2 separate regions of the Mus musculus genome follow, and region 1 is linked to region 2. Evidence: chromatin contacts called from public Hi-C data. All regions are on one chromosome and are shown on one strand. Each heading gives the region's core, a stretch centred on a gene start, on an enhancer-like site or on the middle of the called end of the contact. The rest is flanking DNA. Distances are from core to core; before and after follow the strand shown. Region 1 has its middle 71 kb from the start of Gm46240. Region 2 has its middle 21 kb from the start of Gm40747.

Region 1 (4,767 bases), core at 1,941-4,440, 550 kb before region 2:
AGACCTCTTCCCTTTTTTTTTGTATTCAAAATCACCAATTTCGCTTTATAATTTTTTTTCCCCTCCACTGAAAACTCAAGAACCAAGAGTTTATTCTCTAGAAGGCTCGAGACTCATGAGCAGGAGCCCATGACTGCTGCTGTTGATGACATTCTGCTATTCTTGCAGACAGGAGCCTAGTATAACTGTCATCAGAGAGGCTTCACCCAGCAACTGATGGAAACAGATGCAGAGACTCAGCCAAACATTAGGCAGAGCTTGAGGAATCTCACAGAACAGAGGGAAGAAGGTTTGAGGAAGCCAGAGGGACCAAGGGCACCACAAGAAAACCCACGGAATCAACTAACCTCGGCCCACAGAGACTCACAGAGGTAGAACAGACAACCGCAGAGCGTGCAAGGGACTGACCTAGGCCCACTGCACACATGTAACAGTTGTGTAGCTGGGTCTTCAGATGGAACTCCTAATGGCAGGAGCAGGGGCTGTCTGATTCTGTTACCTGCTTTGGGGACCTTTCCCCTAACTGGACTGCCTTGTCTAACCTCAATAGAAGATGTGCCTAACCTTACTGCATCTTGACTTGACAAGGCTTGTTGTTATCCATGGGAGGGCTCCCCTTTTCTGAGGAGAAAGAGAGGAGGGGTGGATAGGGGATACAGGAGGGGAGGGGAGGGCAGTGGAAGTGACTAAGAGGAGAAGAAGAGGGGAAAGCTCTGATCAGGATGCAAAGTAAATAAGTAACTTAATTAATTAAAAAAAATAATTGAATCTCTAGGAGGTCTCCATCAAGTGTGTATCTTGCTTTACTCATCTCTTCTTGCCTCTTTACTATTTACATCCCCCGTATTTTCTTTTGGCTCATTCTGCTGCCGGTTGCCCGGAATGAAACGGTGCGCCCGGGTGTTAGGATCTAAATCCATTTCCTTCCACTTGAGTTGTGATGACTTCGCCTCCTGGAGGTGCCAGGCCTCCTTGTCGACAAGATTATTGTTAGTTTTGCTCAATGGGAAGAACTAGAAGGAAATCATTGAAAGAAAAAGAGAGCTGCTAACTTATTTTGCAGCAAATCCCTCACTGCGGGCACAGTCATCGCTTACAGTTTCACCTTATCCAACCAAAACAATCCTGCCATCGGCCTTGTTGGGCCTTTTCACGGGCATCTGACAGACTGTTGTCACAAAGAACATGCCTGAGTCTCAGCCACACAGAAACTCGCAACTTCTGAGGGCTTAGCACTCACTCGGTACAGTCCTCTCTTCCGAAAGTGGAGCTCCGTTTTTTTTTTCCAGGATCTTCCTCAGAGCTCCTAAGGCACTGGCCGCAGGCACATGAATGTCACTCTTTCTGGAGCTTTGGAACTCTCCATGGGTGGGTCCCTTCATGAAGCGTCTGGTTCCTCACCAGCTTCCTAATGAGATTCCTGCTCTCAGCTCCATACTATGCCTCCAGTCCTGAGAATCTTCACTATTTTCTGGCATGATCACACCTGATGTCCCCAGGGACTTCTTCAGTCCTCCCTCACCCAGTCAACAGATTCCCCTATTACAATGCTTAATGAAGTTTCTTTTGTTGGATGAAGCTCAATGGATATAAGAATTTGGTTTATTCATTTGACTCTTGTTTCTTGCCAGCATTTAAAGATTACGGTCTGAAAGTGTGGACACTTTGCCCCTTCTTAGAAATGGGAACAAAACACCCATGGAAGGAGTTAGAGAGACAAAATTTGGAGCTGTGACGAAAGGATGGACCATCTAGTGATTGCCATATGCAGGGATCCATCCCATAATCAGCTTCCAAACGCTGACACCATTGCATACACTAGCAAGATTTTGCTGAAAGGATCCAGATATAGCTGTCTCTTGTGAGTCTATGCCGGGGCCTAGCAAACACAGAAGTGGATGCCCACAGTCAGCTATTGGATGGGTCACACGGCCCCCAATGGAGGAGCTAGAGAAATTACCCAAGGAGCTAAAGGGAACTGCAACCCTATAGGTGGAACAACAATATGAACTAACCAGTACCCCTGAGCTCTTGTCTTTAGCTGCATATGTATCAAAAGATGGCCTAGTCGGCCATCACTGCAAAGAGAGGCCCATTGGACTTGTAAACTTTATATGCCCCAGTACAGGGGAACCCCAGGGCCAAAAAGGGGGAGTGGGTGGGTAGGGGATTGGGGGGGTGGGTATGGGGGACTTTTGGGATAGCATTGAAAATGTAAACGAGGAAAATACCTAATTAAAAAAAAAAAAGATTACGGTCTGTTCTCCGATGCCACTTCCTTGCTAACCTACATAACAGGAGAAAATGTAGGACCCAAATCTCTCTCAATAGTTTTCATCCATTTGAAAATGGACAAGAATTCCCTTCTCTAACATAAGAACTGGAGCTATTACTAAGTCAGCGATGACATAGAAAATCCCAAGAAGACTACAGGTGAGTTCTGTTTAGGTACTCTGAGTATATAACATGCTCAGCACGTGTTTTAGGGGTTCTGGGAACATGCCAAAGAATTAATTGGAGTTCCTTTAAAAAACGAAACAAAACAAAACTATTAGTTTATTAAATGGCTGACCTATTTCTTGCCACTTTTAATCTCATTTTTTCTTTCTGATTAAATGTAACTATATTAAGATAGACAATGGACATCCACCTTCCTATTTTCATAGTAGCCAGTGTTTTATCAAGGACAGGATTTCAAAGAGTGGCTATTGACAAGAAAAGATACTGAATACTTAGACAGCTTTCAACACTGAGAAGGCAATTAAAGAAAACCGTGATTTTAGTCTTTAAGACCACAAAAATAAACTTAAAACAACAGCTAACAATAAACCTCCCGTGATAAGCTTTCAAATTCTCAGACAGTGACTCTAAACGGAGGCTGGTCCCCAGAGCAACTTCTTGGAGACCTGGGTCTCGTTCTTGGAGCCTGCCAGGGGTTGAATTTGGGTATGTAAACATCCTGAAAGCTCTCTGAATTTTCAATATATTTACAGTCTTCCTTTGAAACCACTGCTCTGGTTCTAAATGTTTCAATCATTGTGTGATCTTGTGTTCTTAATACCAATCCAACTTTCTCCCCTGTGCTTGTTTTTCTGCTTCGTGTGTCTCAATATCAAAATATTCTTACCCCATGAGTCATTTTGGAAGCAAAGGTTTCAGGAAGTAAAAGCTCAAAAACCTCATGGCTGAAGTCATCCTCCTAAAATATATCCCTTATTCTCCATATGATGTACCGCGGCCTGTGCTTTCCTCTGGATGGTGATAATGGTAGCCTTCTGAAATCAACATGTTTGACCACGTACTTCTATTTTACAAATGCAGACTAAGTCAGGGATACCAAATGGCAATGTCATAATCCTTCTGTTCTCTGCCAACCCATTGCCTTATGGACTCAAATATGCTTCTCTTGAAACAGATGGCTCTCCCTACTCTCCAGGTTATTACATAAGGAGACGAGGGGCAGCTGATTGACTGTGCCTGATTTCCAGGGAGACCAGCACAAGCCACATGACAGGACCACAGGTGTACAGAGCGAGCTCGGCTTCAGAATTAGGCTTGCCTGAAATTCAACCTTGGCTCTGTGTCATGAGCACAGGACACCTTATTTGCCTTCTATCTTTCTTCTGTAGAATGATCAGAAGTATCATCTCCCTTACATGTTCATTAGAAATTATATATATACATGCACATATACTCTCTATATACACACAAATAAATATGTGTACATGTGTGTGTATATATATACATATAAGAACTTATATATATGTATATATATATATGTGTGTATATATATGTATATATATATATATATATATGAACTGAAAATACCCAATAGAAAATTTGCTTTCTTAGAATTTATATGTGAAAAACCAAGACTTTCCCAAACTCATTTCCACTGTTTTTCACAAAGCAAAATGGCTTCTCCCTCAAGCAGTTTTATTTATCTGATGTCTGATCACATCCTCTCAAGTGTTCCTTCCTTGACCTACAAGTGCAGCAGTAGAGGAAGTATGGGGGCTAGAGAATGGCTTGGTGATTCCCAGGGCTTACTGTTCATGCAGAGCACAGGAGCTGGGTTCCCCGCACCACGGTTATGAAGGTCACTAGTGCCCACTGGTTTGATGCTTTCTGGGAGTCTCAGGGGAGCCTGCACTCACGTGCACATACCTACACACAGACATACATACGCATGTAGTTAACACCAGAATAATAATAACTATGGAACTCAGGCCAGCTCGAGTTCCTGTCCCAGCTCCACCCTGTCCTCTCTGTGGATCCCGAGAGGGGCATTTCTTTGTATTTTAAGCATTTCTTCACGAATAAAATGATCTATAGAATCACAACACACTTGAAAAGAAAAAGACTGGTACAAGTTACAATCTCAAAGTTGACTTTCCCTTTCTTTTTTATCTGTAGCACTCTTCTTGTGGACATAGAGAGAGATGTGCACATACATACACACGCGCACGGTCAGTTCTGTCTGGCTCAGGCCATTCATCTCAGATAAATCCTCTTTCCCCAGGAAATCCAGCTTCAGTTTTCCCAGATTTCATACTGGCTCTGTGCAAGGCACCCTGGCCATTTTCTAATGAATACCTTGACCTCTTATTGCCATGAATGTTATTACAAGAGCTACCCATTGCTGAACATCAACAAATGTTAATTATCTCATGGACTTTCTTAGGGGCCAGGCAACCGGGAGCATCATGGTTGGGTTCACAGTCTCTCACAAGGTTTTATGAGGCAGTTGTCTGGGGCTGCTATCAC
Region 2 (5,064 bases), core at 1,237-3,736:
AGCTTCTTTATAGACTCCTCATCCTTCATTCCTGTAACAACAAACTGGCTTAGCTGAGAATATTAATAAAATTTTATCCCACAAACTTTTGATCCAAATCTATCCTGTCTACAAGAAATGCAGAGACAGAGAGGGCATGGACCAGAGACTGAGGAAAGGCCAACCAACCGGTGCACCTTGAAACCCATCCCACAGGCAAGCACCAATCCCTGACACTATTAATGATGCTCTGTTATGCTTATAGACAGGAGTATAGCATGGTTATCCTCTGAGAGGCTCCACCCAGCAGCTGATTCAGACAGATGCAGAGACTCACAGCCAAACAGTGGATGGAGCTCGGGGACTCTTATGGAGGAATACGAGGAATGATTGAGGCCCCTAAGGAGATAGGAATGCCAGAGAAAGACCAACAGAGTCAACTAACCTGGACCCTTGGGACTTTCAGAGTCTGCCCCACCAACCAAAGAGTCTATATGGGCTGGACCTAGGCCTTCCCACACTTATGTAGCAGATATCCAGCGTGATCTTCATGTGGGTCTCAAACAACTGGAGCAGAGGCTATCCCAAAAGCTATTGCTGGTACATGGGATATGTTCTTCTAGCTGGGCTGCCTTATCTGACCTCACAGAGACTTGATGTGCCAGGGTGGGAGGATATCCACCCATCCTCAGCCAGAGAAGAAGGGGAGGGGGAGTAGGGGAAGGATTGTGAGAGAGGGTGACTGGCAGTGAGTGGAATGTAATGTGAATAAGTAAAAAAAATAAATAAACAATAATAACAAAAATAAAATAAAATAAAATTTTACGAGAAGGAAAGGATAATCTTTAAAACAACGGACCTCAAAAATCTCTTTGCTTTTTTAGATTAAAGGATGATGACAAAGAGATATATTTCTACTAAATTATTCCAGCATTCTATAAACATGGTGAGGATACAAATATGCCTACAGTTTTCTATTATTATGGGTTGACACCCCAAATCTGAAACTAAAAATTAATATCCATTTTCTCTGCCACCAGCTTACCACTGGAAGAATTCCAGAGCCATTGCTCACCTGAAAAGATAAGTGACTAGCTGTAATCTCAATCGTATATACATGATTTATAAGGATAGTACTTTCCACAGGGTTTAGTGTTATCCTTTATCATTCAAGGTCTAGATTTTACAATAGTAGGGAGCAATAAAACAAATTAGTGTAGGCTCCTGAGAGAGAAAAGTCACCAATGGACTTTAGTAGCAGACCCTGCAGGCCCAATACCAACCTTCCAGGCAAAATGTCTACTGGTACAAGAGTGGATTGGCTATTATGGGGGTAACCGTCCCTTTCTGATTGGATTTGCTCCACAGCAAGGGACATATGCCTAGTATTGTAAACCTGGCTAAACTCCATAGCTCTGAGGGGGTTGGTTCATAAACCTTAGGGAAATTGAGTACTGTTTCTAAATGGCCCTGTCAAACTGCCTTCTAACTATTTATGTTTGTACCCACAAATCTGCGTGCTTCTTTCAGCCTTGGTCAGAGAAACCTCTATCAGCACTGGGCCGCCATCAATACAGATTCATAACTGGTCAAAATGCTGAGACTAAATAACCGGTGCATTCTCAGCCTTAAATGGGACCATTGTCTGAGTCACCTCCCTCTCAGGGAACATTGAGAAAGAGTTGGGGATGGGAAGAATGCACAGGCTGAGGGATGATGGGGAAAACAAGTGTGAAATGCAATATTCTGGATATGACATGGCCATTGCATTCCCGAATTCCAAAGCAGCTATGATTATCGGCAAAACCTATACAAGTTCAAGCTGCTCAGCATTCTAGTATGGGTAGGTGAGGGGCTCATGAGACCATGACCCTGGCTGAGGAGTTATTAGCAGCTGATAGCTGTTTGAGAGGGGAGAATCATTTTTAAAGGGGTGTGGCTGCTGGTAGACTTCCCATACTCTGGCAGATACACTACACCCGCATGCATTCTAATTAGAGATATAGAAAAGAGCTTTATGAAATCAAGACCTACCTTGGAAACCATAAGAAAGAATGCAGGAGAGTTTCCTTGAGGAAAATGCATTTTCTTTCTTAACTTTTTGCCAGTAGAATTATTTCCAGAAGTAGAGTTACATCTAAGACTCAATTACTTGCATTTTAGCTCAGACCCCATCTTCTCTCCTGACCTGGTTGAATCGAGAGTAGACAGCTGGCTCCTTCTTAATTCCCTCAGTCTTAATGCCTGAGACAGCAGAACAGTAAGGGTGTTGGAACAAGGTGATGTTCCTGATCAAGGGCTCTGACCACAGCATTCCAAATGCTCAGCAGAGACTGGGAACAATCCACAGGAACAGGGATGTTGAAAAACAAAAAGGATGCAGGGGGCGGAGGAAGAGGAGAAGGAGCAGGAAGATGATGACATAAACACAGGCCTACAAAGAAGGAGGCAAGCAGAAATCACAGCAGACATAATTTGACTAAGCTGTTTCCGGTGGGTTCCAATTCCTTGTTCTGGCTGTTCCTGTTGCGTTAGATGTATTTCATCACAATCGCACTTCATTTCTGTCAATGTACACTGCAAATAACTGAGCTTAGTTGGAAACAGATCACACTCGGAGGCTGAAATATCCAAGGTTTTATTTTCTTGGATTAAAGACTTTCCAAGGGAGCAGTCCAGGGTAAGAGTCACTCATTCAGGGCCACCCAGGATGACTTCCACTTAGATCGTATGTGACCTCTGTTGGCAAAGCCATTTCAACTGGCAAAGAGACTCCTTACATACAAGTACTTCAAGCATCAGGGGAAAAGAGCAACTAGAAGCTTCAACCCTCTTGTTTTCTACTTCCATTATCTCTGTTTACCTCTCTGAGTAGCTGGGTACGCATATGGCTCTACCAACCTGCAAAGGAGTCTTCGACATGCAATCTTCCAGCCCCATCATGTTCAGTGTTCTGTTACTGAGGAAGATAGGAAGAATGGTCACTGGAATGTAGCAGACTCTATATGTGCTAGTGTTGATTTCAAAATGGGCTGAATTGAGAACTGTATCTTAATAAAGCATATTTCTAACCATGATGCTGAAGACATTTGCAGAAGCAGCTAATTGAAGGTGGGGGGAAATGTCCAAAAGATTTGGGGCATGTTCTTGGGGAGTAACTTCTGTCCTAGGAACCCCCTCTGTCCCCTTTTCCTCTATTTCCTGGATACCACAAGGTTGACAACTTTCTGTTCCATATCCTTTTGTGGTGATGTTCCCATCTGGGCCTCATGATGCCCCAGAAACAAAGGAACCAACTATCTAGTCTAAAACCTCTGAACCTGTGAGTGGAAGTAAACCTATCTTCTTTGTAACATGTTTCTCTTGGGTGTTCTATCACAGTGACAACAAAAACAAAACAACAAAGCTAGTATGCTTTTTTTTTTCCAGCTATGGACACAGACCTATATGCACATGGTACAGAATCCATGCACTGACTTTGTATAACTCAAAGCCCAGAGTATGTGGAACCAAAAGATTGGTAATTAGTTCCATCAGACCAGATAAGTGGTGTTAGTACAAAGAGTAAGGAAACTGAAAAAAAAAAAAAAAAGGAACTTTCTGCTTGTGTAGTGCGTGGGTGAAAGGAGAGAAAAATCAGCAGTCAGAATTCCCCAACCACAATCCAATTCTGCAAGGTGGAAATGGCACATCCATGTCACATCAGGGTTATGGCAAAGGGAGGTTTATGGATGATGCCTTTGGCAACCCAAGGTTCCAGGCATCATGATAGATTGGCTTGTTCATCATCCTGTCCAATGGCCCCTGACACTGATTCTGCAGGAGGCCTGTTGCTGCATCTTGCACAACCACCCCTTAGAAACCAGGGTTTCTTTTCTAGGAGTTGGCCAGCTTTAGAAACCCACTCTGCTTTGGGATTAAGGGTCTGGAAGCTACCTTCAGTATCATTCTTGTTGCTAGCTAAATTAGGACAGACTCGGGGTTCCTTTGGCTGCACAGTTCTTTCTGAAATTAGTCAAATGTGCCATTGGCAACCTCCTTTGATGTCTTTACCATCAAGTACCTTTGAGCCTAAGGCTTTGTCCCACCCTCCAACCTCTGTATCACATCCATTCCTAAGTCCTGGGGGAAAAGGGTACTTACTCTAACACCAACTAGGGCCTCAAACTAGAAGACAGAAATCAGACTCCTAACATACTAATGATCCACCACCTTGTTTTGGCCATATTTTCCTTGGGATAATATATTCTGAGCTGCTGTAATAAGAGCAATTAGGTTTAACTCAACCAGATGTAAAAATACTGGACTTTACTACCCTTGACTCAGCCAACTGGGTGCATCAACCACACTCCAGGGCAGACCTGGTACTTAGGAGTAGATGGCCAACACAAAGCAGACCTTCATGTTTATTGGTGGCTTTTCTCTTTTGTGTTTTTTAAAGAGAGAGAAAGACATGAAGTTAGGTGGGTAGGGATGGGGCAAATCCGAGGAAGAATTGGGAAACAGGAATGAATGAGTTAAAAATATATTGCATGAAATTCTCAAAGAATAACTAAGTAAATAAAAACCCAAACCAATATTGGACTTTAAAGACATACATCGCATACTTTAGGCAGAATGCAGCCAAATGAGCAGAACCATTTTCTTCTTGTCTCTGGTGAATTGGGTAATTCTAATCTGAAGTCATCTTTTGCTTAGAAGGCAGGCAGCACACTCAAACAGCTGGAATGTTGCCAGTTATCAATCCTATAACAAGATGTCGCCTTTCAAGAAAAGTGGGAATTAAGAAGCTCTTTTTGCAATTCTGTCCAATGAGCTTCGTTTTCCCATTTTCCTGAAGGTTGTACAACCCATCTATTGCTTCATCGATTATTAAACTGCCACCAACCCTTACTGCGTTCAGTCATCCAAAAAGAGGGTGCACAATTTTTCTCCTTTACCAGCCAGATTGTCACAGAGTATTCAGCAGATCTGTATTGTGGAGACTGAAAATGGAGTCTTAGTACCCTGAGAGTGAGATGCCTGCTTTCTTACCTGTAGAAGGAGGCCACGCCCACCCCAGATCTCAGCAAGTTCATTCTAATT

The links. Hi-C and Micro-C count contacts between places; a contact is called where the count stands out from the background.
Region 1: a contact with region 2 is called in a Hi-C map of bone marrow-derived macrophages, with 12 read pairs. The contact joins two enhancer-like sites.

What each region holds. Positions count from the first base shown.
Region 1 is chr10:96,827,469-96,832,235 of GRCm38.p6, reverse strand. No RefSeq gene overlaps it. Among named protein-coding and RNA genes, the nearest start is that of Gm46240, 71 kb to the left of the region's middle. Within about 2 kb of position 3,190, at least 41 of the 459 cell types and tissues checked have an H3K27ac peak or open chromatin away from gene starts, as enhancers often do. A contact at or near this core is called in bone marrow-derived macrophages, where this site is marked.
Region 2 is chr10:96,277,828-96,282,891 of GRCm38.p6, reverse strand. No RefSeq gene overlaps it. Among named protein-coding and RNA genes, the nearest start is that of Gm40747, 21 kb to the right of the region's middle. Within about 2 kb of position 2,486, at least 13 of the 459 cell types and tissues checked have an H3K27ac peak or open chromatin away from gene starts, as enhancers often do. A contact at or near this core is called in bone marrow-derived macrophages, where this site is marked.